Regions from separate parts of the Sus scrofa genome. Here regions 1 and 2 are each linked to region 3. A link is a contact called in public Hi-C and HiChIP or PLAC-seq data. All regions are on one chromosome and are shown on one strand. The core of a region is the stretch at or near the end of the contact, and the rest is flanking DNA. Distances in the headings are between cores, read along the strand shown. Region 1 holds the start of SYNPO2 (synaptopodin-2). Region 2 overlaps SEC24D (protein transport protein Sec24D). Region 3 overlaps SEC24D (protein transport protein Sec24D).

What was found. A called contact is a pair of places that touch in the nucleus more often than the background predicts. HiChIP or PLAC-seq counts read pairs in DNA pulled down with a chosen protein or histone mark.
Region 1: a Hi-C map of skeletal muscle shows a contact between it and region 3, with 5 times the contacts expected there. The contact joins the promoter of SYNPO2 here to the enhancer-like site in region 3. A contact is called at or near these places in 1 of 5 promoter capture datasets (liver), 12 of 47 Hi-C or Micro-C datasets (alveolar macrophages, embryonic fibroblasts, fetal heart ventricle and 7 more) and 1 of 2 datasets of contacts at active chromatin or transcription factors (skeletal muscle).
Region 2: an H3K27ac HiChIP or PLAC-seq map of skeletal muscle shows a contact between it and region 3. The contact joins two enhancer-like sites. A contact is called at or near these places in 16 of 47 Hi-C or Micro-C datasets (adipocytes, alveolar macrophages, embryonic fibroblasts and 10 more) and 1 of 2 datasets of contacts at active chromatin or transcription factors (skeletal muscle).

The regions. Positions count from the first base shown.
Region 1 is chr8:104,842,047-104,845,683 of Sscrofa11.1, forward strand. SYNPO2 (synaptopodin-2) reads right to left here and starts at 2,123. Exons shown (of 5, transcript XM_021100699.1): 1 at 1,831-2,123. The coding sequence starts at 1,935. All of the region lies in intron 3 of SEC24D (protein transport protein Sec24D), which reads left to right.
Region 2 is chr8:104,758,335-104,762,200 of Sscrofa11.1, forward strand. All of the region lies in intron 2 of SEC24D (protein transport protein Sec24D), which reads left to right. All of the region lies in intron 1 of SYNPO2 (synaptopodin-2), which reads right to left. Among named protein-coding and RNA genes, the nearest start is that of SYNPO2, 84 kb to the right of the region's middle. Within about 2 kb of position 2,372, at least 31 of the 83 cell types and tissues checked have an H3K27ac peak or open chromatin away from gene starts, as enhancers often do. A contact at or near this core is called in alveolar macrophages, omental adipose tissue, retroperitoneal adipose tissue and 2 more, where this site is marked.
Region 3 is chr8:104,981,910-104,985,835 of Sscrofa11.1, forward strand. SEC24D (protein transport protein Sec24D) reads left to right here. Exons shown (of 26, transcript XM_021100700.1): 17 at 1,554-1,670; 18 at 2,468-2,638; 19 at 3,372-3,468; 20 at 3,594-3,739. Among named protein-coding and RNA genes, the nearest start is that of METTL14, 70 kb to the right of the region's middle. Within about 2 kb of position 2,547, at least 24 of the 83 cell types and tissues checked have an H3K27ac peak or open chromatin away from gene starts, as enhancers often do. A contact at or near this core is called in alveolar macrophages, omental adipose tissue, retroperitoneal adipose tissue and 2 more, where this site is marked.

The DNA of each region.
Region 1 (3,637 bases), core at 873-3,372, 140 kb before region 3:
CGTGAACTCAATGAGAGACCTTTACTGGAACTGAGTTGACAATGTTATAAATGAAAAACAGCAATCTCAGTAAGGCCATGGCCTTGACAACACAGAAAGTGACAAACACTTTTCCAAGGGTTTTCTAGAACAAATAATGCTAGCATAAGAACATAATAAGTGTTAATTAAGGGGGGGAAGACCAAGAAAAGTGGACGTTGCCATTGTCGTTTAGAAATTTTATCTTCTTTAGAAGACTCTAATCATTTTTTAACGCAGAAAAAACTATAGATAATCATCTCTCTCTTTCATACACACACACACACACACACACACACACACACACACACACACGCATCAGATGAGTCAGGGAGGGTGATTGGTCTCAGGCCTGGCTGCAAGTTAGATCAGAGCTGGAATTAGAACCCAAATCTCAGTAACAGGAGTCAGCCAACTGCTATTCTAGACCCAGGACAAATCCACTTCAGTCTCCTGAATTCTACATACACTGAATTAGGCATTAATATTTTGTCTGATGTTGCCTGCCACTGACTCCTAAAGAAATGCAGTGAAAAACCAGCTTTCTGTACCCTTTAATCACTCTGCCAGTTCCAAGCCGAAGACCTGAGGCAAGGTACTTAACTTCTCTGGGTTCTTTGCTCATCTAAAATTAGCAGATTGAACTGGTGATCGCTGAGAAATTTTCTAGTTCTAAAAATTTCTGCTTTTCATCTCCTGTTTTATGCTTCATGCTTGATGTTTGAAATTTTCACTAGGTGGCAGGATTCCACCATCACATTATGAAAGGGTTTTCTGGGTGCAGAAAATTTCAAAGAAACTCCTGTCTTCACAGTGAACAGTAAAAAAAAGGAATAAGCCAAAAGAAAAGAATAACTACAAAGGTTAGGAGTCCATATATTTCATAAAGATCTAGATCCATTTTTAAGGTAAGTATAAAATAGGAAATTAATCAAACGTTCTTTCATATAGTACTTCAATTTAGTATTAAAAGAAAGTAAAAGCCTTCTTATTTTCATGCATTTTAAGACTTGTTTTAACTGAATCACAATTAGACAATGTCAGATCCCCACAAGCAAACTGGTAAATATGTTAAGCTAAGAAACACACAAGCTAATGGAAGTAAAAATATCTAAAATAGTTAAAATCATTATTAGATGCATCTCAAGGTTACTTCTAAGTTACAGTGTATTCCCAGTGCCTTTGAATTTTATTTTGAGCATATTAGCCAGAAGAATACGCATGATGGAAGAAAGTACTTGAATTTTTCTATCTACTAGCCAAATCCTTAAAAGAGTATTCTTTCAAGTAGATTTTATGACCTCTCCATCATGTTTTTTAAATTATTGCTCCAAATGAGCCTTCCCATGAATGTTGTATAATGAATGTCACTACCAATACTTTATAAGAGTCCCCAAATAGCCAAGCTAATTGGTTATGCTGAGCTGGGCATTTCTCCTCTGCCCGGCCAAGTAAAGTGACATGAAACAATAACTCAACTGTATATTCTAATATTGCCTAGAAGAAACTTTTCCAAGTATCTTGCTGGTTGCTATAGAAGCTGATTAACTAGGCTTTTCTTCATCTGACAATTACAGCACCCTTCTTACCCCCTATTAACGACTGGTTTATTACATACATCCTATGTTACTCTCCAAAGGTTGGTTTGTTTCTTTTGTTCGTTTGGGAAAAAAAAGAAAAGAAAAACCAAACCCACATCCTAGAAGAATTCAATCAGCATCAAAATCAAACTTAAATATAGACTGCTGAATCAGAGCCAGAAAAACCCAACAGGTTGCTTTCATTCCTTCCTTCCCAGCCCGGTGATCCTACCTTAGCAACTTGTAAGGGCTGCTGCTGCTCTTTGCCACCTTGCAATCTGAACCCCCAGGGCGCCCCGCCGGTCATGGAAATGCAGATAAAATCCCCCGTGCCCATTTTCTTCTTTTAGTTGGGTAGCATGAAGAGCTTGAAAGGACAGACGAAGTCTGCGTGCGGTTGAGGCTGTGCACTCAGCTCCGGGGTCCCGCCCAGGACCAGTACTGGGGCGCACAGAGACTGGGCTGCAGCCGCCGCCGCTGGCCGGGTCGCAGCTGCTGCGAGTTTGCGCCGCTAATGGGATCACTGACAAGGCGGTGGAGGCGCTAGAGGCATTGAGGACGCAACCCACTCTTGCGTCACGCTCCTTTGCTCAGCCCACCTTCAGGGAACCGAAAGAGCCTCACACGTAAGAAAAGGTCCCCATTTTGAGCAAGATGCGGGGCTGGGTGGGGGAACCAAAAGTTCTCTAGTTCTTCCTGATTAAATCCCAGCCCTTAAAAGAAAGAATAATGGGAAAACTTCCATTTAATATTTCTATAAATAGTAGAGGACGCATGAAGGTTTTAAGCTGCAGGCCACGAGTGACATCCTAAAATATGAGTTCTGAGAACTCAACTACGAGAGGATTAGATTCTCTCAAATAAATGTTTTGAGAATTACCACACTGATGATTGAAACAGACAAGGGGAGTTAAAATGGATTAAATTATTCATTTTCTTAGCTTTTACTGTTTGCAACCTGCAGAACTAATCCCATAAGAAGAGAAAATAAAAGAAAGCAAAACATTTATTTAAAAGAAAAAAAAAACCCTTTTACTCTGAAATGTACTTTTCTGAACTGGTGTGTTTATAGTTCAGAAGAAAGAAGAGACAAACAAAAAGAGGGAGGAAGGATTTACTCCTGGAAACTGCGTTCTTATAACTATATCTAATTGCACGATTTGGAATATTTTGTTTTATTTTTTATTTATTATTATTATTATTATTTGTCTTTTTGCTATTTCTTGGGCCGCTCCCGCGGCATACGGAGGTTCCCAGGCTAGGGGTCGAATCGGAGCTGTAGCCACCGGCCTACGCCAGAGCCACAGCAACGCGGGATCCGAGCCGCGTCTGCAACCTACACCACAGCTCACGGCAACGCCGGATGGTTAACCCACTGAGCAAGGGCAGGGATCGAACACGCAACCTCATGGTTCCTAGTCAGATTAGTTAACCACTGCGCCACGACGGGAACTCCTGGAATATTTTTAATTTTCATTAAAAATTAAAGTAATGTTTCATTTTCTTTCTTCCTTAACAAGAAGAAAACTTCTTAAATCTTCATGGTCAGCCAACTGCATGCTATGTCATGGACAAATTTCTTTTATAGTTCTTCCGTCATGTGTTCTGAGTCGGGGTGGTCCAATATAAAAGTTGATTTTATATGTGGTCCAAAACATTTTAATGTTTTAAATCTGAATACATCCTACTAAATGTACAAATGGAACATTTTTATTTTCCCATAATACTTTTATTTTCCATGACATTCATCCACATAAAAACAAGCTAAATAAAGAAGAGCCTGGGAAAGTTAGTTTGTGGCACTAGACCAGTGACTTACAGACACTTTCCCTGTTTTAGTACTGGGAAGCATTAGACAATGATCAGTTACACAGTCCTGCTTCCAGAACCCAAACATGTCATGGGATTTTATTTGTGTCTCATCACTAGAGTAAGAAAGATCCGTAATCAGAGACTGTTAGCACCAGAAGAGATCCTTTGAGGGTCATGGGGACCAGACTCTCCGAATTTGATTCTCTTCAGAAAGGTGAATTGACTTT
Region 2 (3,866 bases), core at 1,122-3,621, 220 kb before region 3:
AAGAGGTGATAGTTAAAGCTGTGGGACTGGATGAGCTTGGTAGTGGAAGGTGAAGGGGCTGAGTACTGAAAACCTGCCACGTTTAAGGGGGCAGTAGAAGAAGTGGGGCCAACAGAGACTGAAGAGAAATAGTCAGAGAGTGAGTACATGTTACTCACATATTAGTGAATCCAGGGGAAGAAAGAAATTCAAAGGGAGAAGGGTGGAAGGATTTCTGGTCCATAGCACTGCCATGGTAATCGGGATGTGATGCAATAAGGAGAAATGCTGAGAAGAAATCAACGGACCACCTGGTAATGAGTAGATTACTGATGAGTTTTAAAGGGTAACTGCTGAGGGGTGGTGAGGGCAGAATAATACATGGATGGAGTCTCTGTGGAGACTGCTCAAGGAAGCTGTTCTGAATTAAGGGAGAGGAAAGGAAGGGGAATAAGGCAGAGAAAGGATTTTTTTTTTTTTTTTTTTTTTTTTTTTTTTTTTTTGCAAGTGTAGGAGAAAAGTTGGAAGAGAATAAGGTGGACAAGTTCTCTTGTGGCTCAGTGACTTAGGATCCATCCCTGTCACTGCAGCATCTTGGGTCACTGCAATGGTGCAGGTTCAGGCAATGGTTGGGGAACTTCCACATTCTGTGGGTGCGGCCAAAAAAGAAAAAAAAAAAAAAGGTGGCATTAGGAAGATATTTGATGGAAAAAGATGCTGGAAGAGATTGAAGGGGAAAAATTGAAATGAAGGGAGTAAAACCAAGGAATTCATGCCTAATCACCTTTGCACTTTCAGCAAAGTAGCTGAAGTTACCTCCATGCTTGATGGAGAATGAATTTGTTTTTTGGAGGTTTGCTCCTCCACCATCACAATCTCAAAAGAATTGTGCTGAAAGTAGAGTTTGGCCTCTTTGAATAATCTATTATGGTATTTAAGAACCGTCATGTTCTTTCTGTAATCAGTAAAGAAAGGCAAAGAAAAGAATATAGGGAGTTCCCGTCGTGGCTCAACAGAAACGAATCCAACTAGTATCCATGGGGATCCTGGCCTCACTCAGTGGGTTAAGAATCCAGTGTTGCCATGAACTGTGGTGTAGGCCACAGATGCAGCTCAGATCTGGAATTGCTGTGGTTGTGGTGTAGGCCAGCAGCTACAGCTCCAATTAGCCCCCTAGCCTGGGAACTTCCATATGCCGTGGGTGTGGCCCTAAAAAAAAAAAAAAAAAAAAAAAAAAAAGAATACAGAATTTCCAGACAGGTTTCTGGGAGACAGTCAATTGGTCTGCGTTATTTAGATAGCTTGTGCAATGATGTTTGGAAAGAGAACTTAAACATCGCTACTACAGTAGGCTAATCAATTGCAATTTGCTTATTAGCATCCTGTGAAAACTACCAAAAGGTATGTACAAATGACTTTTTGGGAAGGGGTGGGAGATGAGAAGAGTCAGTGCAGTGCACCTCCCTGTGATTTGGGTCACTGTAGACATCGCCCCAGAGAGCAGTACTTGAAGGACAGAGTGCAATGCTTTCCTCCTTCCCCTCCCTTTCCTCCTGCGTGTCCTCCTTTCATCTCCACTTGCCAATCCTGGATTTACTGCCAAAACACGGAAGAAAGGCAGAAAGGCAGCACATTTGCTCAGGTTAAAAGTGGTTATAAGAGTGACCTGTTAGTTGTGAAGAACTATGTGTCCCCCAAAAGGAGCATAAGCACCTGTAAACATATTCTGATTTTGTTCCCAGGTTAATAGTGAGATATATTTAGTTTAGCTTTTTTTTTGTTTTTATACTGTTCCACACCCCACTTTTTTTGATAGCATTCCAGTTTTAAATCTTCTCATATTGTGCCTGCCCCAAGCAATTATGTTACATAAGAAAACAATGTTGGTACCTTTAAAATTAGACATTTACTCCTTCATTCTTAAATGTGAGATAACTGCCAGGGAATGTTTTCTCATTGTTCGTGGTTTATTTCCTGAATTCCAGTAGCAATAGTGTGTAAGTGAAACCCACACTGCCTCATTTCCTGCTTAGGCTGCCTGGTAGGCAGTCAAAACCTACATTCCTAAGGCTTTGCTGCCCTCAAGTGGTCTAGCTTGAGAATAACCAACTATTTTGGGGGAGTTGGGGAGATGGAAACTGGGTTTCCAGTCAGTCCTCCTGTCTGACTCAAGCATTAATTCCTGACTGGGAAAAAAAAATTAGTATGTGCCAAATGTGAGAATCATGAGGGAAAAGGAAGATTTTATTTCTCAATATTCCCTCAAAAGGTATAGAGTAAAAATACAATAGCAACAGCCACAAGCTTGTTTTTGTTAATTATAGAGTAACTGCGTGCGTGTTGTCACAGGGACACAGCTGTAGGATATGAGTTGAACTGACTCCCTTAGGCCTTTGGGGTCAATCAGCTTCTCTAGGGCAACCCCCTCATCAGAACCCATGACATCATGTTCCACAACTAAGGACACACTGTTGTTTGGAAAGAATGTGTTCAGGGAAGACATTCCACTCTTCCCATGTGGCCGAGACTCTCAAAAAAGGAGGCCAGCAATTATGGTGATTACACTAATCACAGGGAGGGCTTGTGGGGGAGGGAACCGATGTGGAGGTCTCTAATGGCAGCTCTGTGGGGACTCTGCTCTAATTGGCCACCATCAAGACCCTCTAAGGTAGGTTTCCCAGACTGCTGATGGAGAAAGGAGGAGAACACCCTCAAAGGGATGAGCAGACTCAGGATGGGCTGGGCTTATGAAGCAGGTCGGTTATGGGGCTGTTGATTACTCAACTAGATAGCTTTTCCTGGAACAGGCGGACCAGCTAAAAATGCATGTGGTGCTGTCCCCTTGTGGCTTATGACCTTGTTCCTGGTATTTTGGGTGATTTTGGGTAATTGTGGAAATCCTTCAATAATGAAAGATTTTGCGATAGGAAAACCCTAGTTCTCGTACACTGCTCTTGGGTTGGGCACAGAGATGAATTGGGCGGGTCCAATGAATAGAAATGAGCTGTGGTTTAGCAGGCATCTGGTGCTATAGGAAAGCCTGGGAAAGAACACTGTGCTTAGTAACCTGGGATCTAGAATCAGCTCTGCCACACACTGGGTATGTGACAATGAGAGAGTCACTTGACCTTTCTGGGCTCAGTTTCCTCTTCTGCAAACTGTGGCGTTTGGCTCAGATTAGTGGTTGATAGACTGATGTGTGGAGGTGTGCCTCACCGGCTACCACCAGGACAGAGTCTTTTCTTCCCTCCCTCTGTAAGCAAAGCAAGCCCACTTTGCTCTGTTTTATAAATTGAAATTTGAAAACCACTAGATCAATGGGAGAGGGAGGTATGGGAAGGAGTAGAAGGCAAGTCTGGACAGGAAGTTGGAGTTACACTTCGGATATATTTTTATTTGAGCTGCAGGGAAGAGAGGGGGTGTATGGCTGCGAGCAGGGAGGCAATGTATAAATGATTTAGAAGGGAAAGCGACTAACCCAAAATTGCCTCTGGAAGACTATCAGGTTAGTCCAGGTGTAAAATGATAAAGGTTTGAGCCAGAGTGATGGCACCTGAAATGCTATGTGAATGTGTGTGTCAGGGGATGTAACTGAAAACTGGAATTGAATTCAAGGCCTCTGCACAGAGTAAAACATTTAGTTGGATAAAATGGAAAAGATTAGAGTCCTACCCATAAAAAGAGTATAGCCACTTTTCAACAGATGTGCTGTGGGTGTGTTTGTGTGTGTATCTGTGTATAATGTCAGGAGTAATTAGTGTGGTATATTTGTACCTATGATTAGCCATAAAGCCCTGGCATCATTTTTCAAAGTAAAAGAATATTCTTTAAAATTGAAAGAAAAAAAAATCTAGAAGCAGGGAGATGTGGTTGGATTCTGATAATCA
Region 3 (3,926 bases), core at 1,297-3,796:
GTAGCAAACGACTTCACAGCATATCTTACAGGTCATCCAGGCACACCAGTGTGTGCCACTAAACCTAGTCTTTGCAAATGACAGCTCCAGGCCAAGGAATGCGAGAGATGGAGTCTAGGCAGAGGGAACAGAACGTGCAAAGATACAGAGGCATGTAAAGCATGTGGTGCAGTCCAGAAAAGCAAGAAGCTCATGTGGCTGAAACTTGAGGTGCAGGAGATGGCAGGGGTGAGAAAATGTTGGAGGTTGTACTGGGCAGACAGATTGAGACTGAACTCCAAAAGCTTGACACTGTTGTTTATAGGCTAGGTGACCTGGGGCAAATTGGATGAGCCTTGGTTTTCCTATCCTTAACATGCAAGTATTCACCATGTTGTGAGTACTAAAAAAGAAAGGTGTGCAAAAGGCCTGGTGTTGACCTGCACACAGTGTATGTGGGTAGCCTTCCCACTCCCACCCAGATAAAGAAGTGTGGACCTTGCACTCTAACTTATAGTGGAAAGCCTTCAGGAGTCTTAAGGAGAAAAGTCCCATATGTGTTCAGTGGCCTTTATTTCAAAGACAGCATTTCTGGCAGCAGTGTGCCTAGGTGGTTTGGAGAAAGGCAAGATTTTGGAGGGGGCAATATATTGGCTTATTTAATTCCAGTAGATTTTGATTGGTAGGTTACTTCTCAATTTTAATTGGTAGTAATAGATCCTTAAATAAAATTAAAAAAAATTTTTTTATGGCTGCACATGTGGCATATGGAAGTTTCCAGGCAGAGGATTGGGAATTCAAGCCCACACCATAGCTGCAGCAACTCTGGATCCTTTAACTCAACATGCCAGGTCGTAGATGAAACCCACGCCTTCACAGCGACTGGAGCCACTGTTGTCAGCTTCTTAACCCACGGCACCACAGTGAGGACTCCAGATTTTAAATATTTTTAATACTGAATGAGCTTTCATGGAACCTACTAGGTCTTTTTGTTGTTTCCCAGGGCTATAGGTACACGATCATAGTATAATCTGGATCCCATATTTTTTTCCTTTTGTCATCCTGCCTGAGAGCTGGTTCCTGTGTCTACTGTTGCCACAACACCACTGCATTCCTGTGCATTCTTCCTTGAAATACGACTTCAGGTTCAATGTGTGTTTACTAAGGATTCCAGAGCAGAGCTTCTACTGCATCATGAGCCTGGAGTCCTATCGTTTACTTTTGTATCAAGGGATTCACCTGGTCCTGAAAGACTACTATTGGATAAATGAGAAAGTATTTTCCCTTTGACACATCATACTAATAGGTTTTAAAGCATCATACTACATCAAAATATTGGCTCTTGTATTTACAACTTGTGTGACTTTAGGCAAATCAGTTACCCTCTCTGAGCCTCAGTTTCCTAATCTATATAAGGCACAAGGTTATTATAAGGATTAAATGAAATGTATACAGTGCTTGGCTCCTCGAAAGTACTTTTATTTTTCTGAGTCCTTAAAAATTAAGCTTTCCTATCCAAGACTTTTATTTATTTACTTATTTACAAGTTTTATTTTATTTTGTTTTGTTTTTAGGCGGCTGACTGTCCCGGGAAGCTCTTCATCTTCCATTCCTCCCTGCCAACTGCGGAAGCACCAGGGAAGCTCAAAAACAGAGATGACAAAAAATTGATTAATACAGACAAAGAGAAGGTATTTGTAAACAGCTGCCCTTTGAAGTGTTCATGTGTCAGTACTTAAAAGGGAGTAAAGAAAGAGGGAATGTGTGCTTTGGGTAGGAAAAATGGGGAAGCTGCATGTAATGTATAAATTCAGAGCACTGTTTTGTAGGGAGATTTTAAATTACAAATAATTTAGGAAATTGTATATTCCTAGAGAAACTGATGTCTGAAAAATACCTATATCAAGATATGGTCTCAGACGTTTTTCCTATATAATCTGTGTAAGAGATTGAGTGATAAGACTACTACAGAAACGGAAGAAATGGGAAATGCAGAAGAAAGATCAAGAGAGAGAAAGGAGTGGACTGCGTGGTAGGACAGTAGTCCTGAGCCATGAAGTAGCGGTGCTTGGGGCTCAAAATACCCTTTGCTCAAACCTCTGGCAGTGTAGCCACCTGGACAAGTCAGGGGGAAGGATGGATCCTGAGGAGGGCATCCAGCCGCGGCCCCCATGACACCAGACGAGTGGCCGCATCTTGGTCTGTGAAGGGAGCAGCATTGGATTCATTAGATACAGTTGTCAGAAGATCCAATAAAATGCGTGCATGCCTGTACCTCACTGGGCACCTGCCTGGCGCCCACCGGGTGCTCCTCAGTGGCTGCTGCAAGGTGGTTACCATGGTTTGCTTCTTCAACCCAGTGCACTTAACTGGAAAAAAAAAAAATGTTCTCATTTTAAAAATTCAGTACGAATTCAACAGAAATGAAAATCAGAAACCAGAAACATTATGTGATTTTCTTATTCCCTTTGTGCCTCTTTGTCTTCAGATACTTTTCCAGCCTCAGACAAATGTCTATGACTCACTGGCCAAGGACTGTGTGGCTCACGGCTGCTGTGTGACACTCTTCCTCTTCCCCAGTCAGTACGTGGACGTGGCCTCTTTGGGTCTCGTGCCGCAGCTCACGGGAGGAACCCTCTACAAATACAACAATTTCCAGGTAAAGGCCCGCAATTGGGTCGCCTCGGGTTTTCCAGGGCCAGATTCCTTGCGGTGTTTAGGTCGTTGGTTGAGAAAGCTGCGCCCCCTTGTGGGAGACTGACAAATGTACATTCTAGAGCCAATGGAAAAGGGTAAGCAATTGCTTTCCTGCTGTTGGCAAGGGATTGAGCTCGTTCAGCCTCAGAGCTGAATATCAGTGTCAGCATCCACGTTGGGGAGGGAGTATATTTTATATAAAAATTTTATATTTTATATTATCTATATTTTAGAGATTTTTAAAAAATGACCGTATTTGTTTTATAAATTGTTATGAAGAGACTGAGCTATGCCCATTCAGTTCCTTTTCCCAAACTTAAGATCAATTAAATCATCTGCCCTCACCTGAGGAAACGGGAAGGGGAGTTCCCTCTCATTTTTGTATCTCCCCATGGGAACATGGAGTGGGAACCAGTGTTCCCCCAACATAAATGACAAATGTTTATCATCATCTGTTTTTATTTTAATAAATAACAATTATCTTTAATCACTTAGCTATATATTTATATTGCAAACTAGCTAAGGGGTTTGATAAGACCAAAGACTACACATGAAATAACCTTGAAAAGACTTTAAGAACCCTTTCTAAGATTTCTGGATAAAGTAAGATTTAATCACAATTTAAAAAAAAAAAGAATTGTTATTGTAAGTGTTTTACTGCCACCTAGTGGGTATGATCATACTTTATTTTTTAGGTGCACTTGGACAGCCAACAATTTCTGAACGACCTCAGAAATGACATTGAGAAGAAAATAGGATTTGATGCTATTATGAGGGTTCGTACCAGCACAGGTACTGTTCATTTATACTATTTTTCAGGTCTCTGTTGTAAAATTGTTTCCTCTTCAAAATAATAACAAAAAGAAAATATCAGTAAAATAAAGAGTAGCAAAATTCCCCTTTTTCTTTACCCTTAGGTTTCAGAGCCACTGACTTCTTTGGTGGCATTTTTATGAACAACACCACCGATGTAGAGATGGCAGCTATTGATTGTGACAAGGCAGTGACTGTAGAGTTCAAGCATGATGACAAACTCAGTGAAGACAGTGGAGCCTTAATCCAGGTGATTTGAAATTTAGCCCCATCTTTGCCTTTGTAGTGATCCGTGGGTAGACTCAGATACCTTCAATCAGGTTGGTCTAAATAAAGAAATTCAAGTCTGAGAGTTCCCGTCGTGGCTCAGTGGTTAACAAACCTGACTAGTATCCATGAGGACACGGGTTTGATCCCTGGCCTTGCTCAGTGAGTTA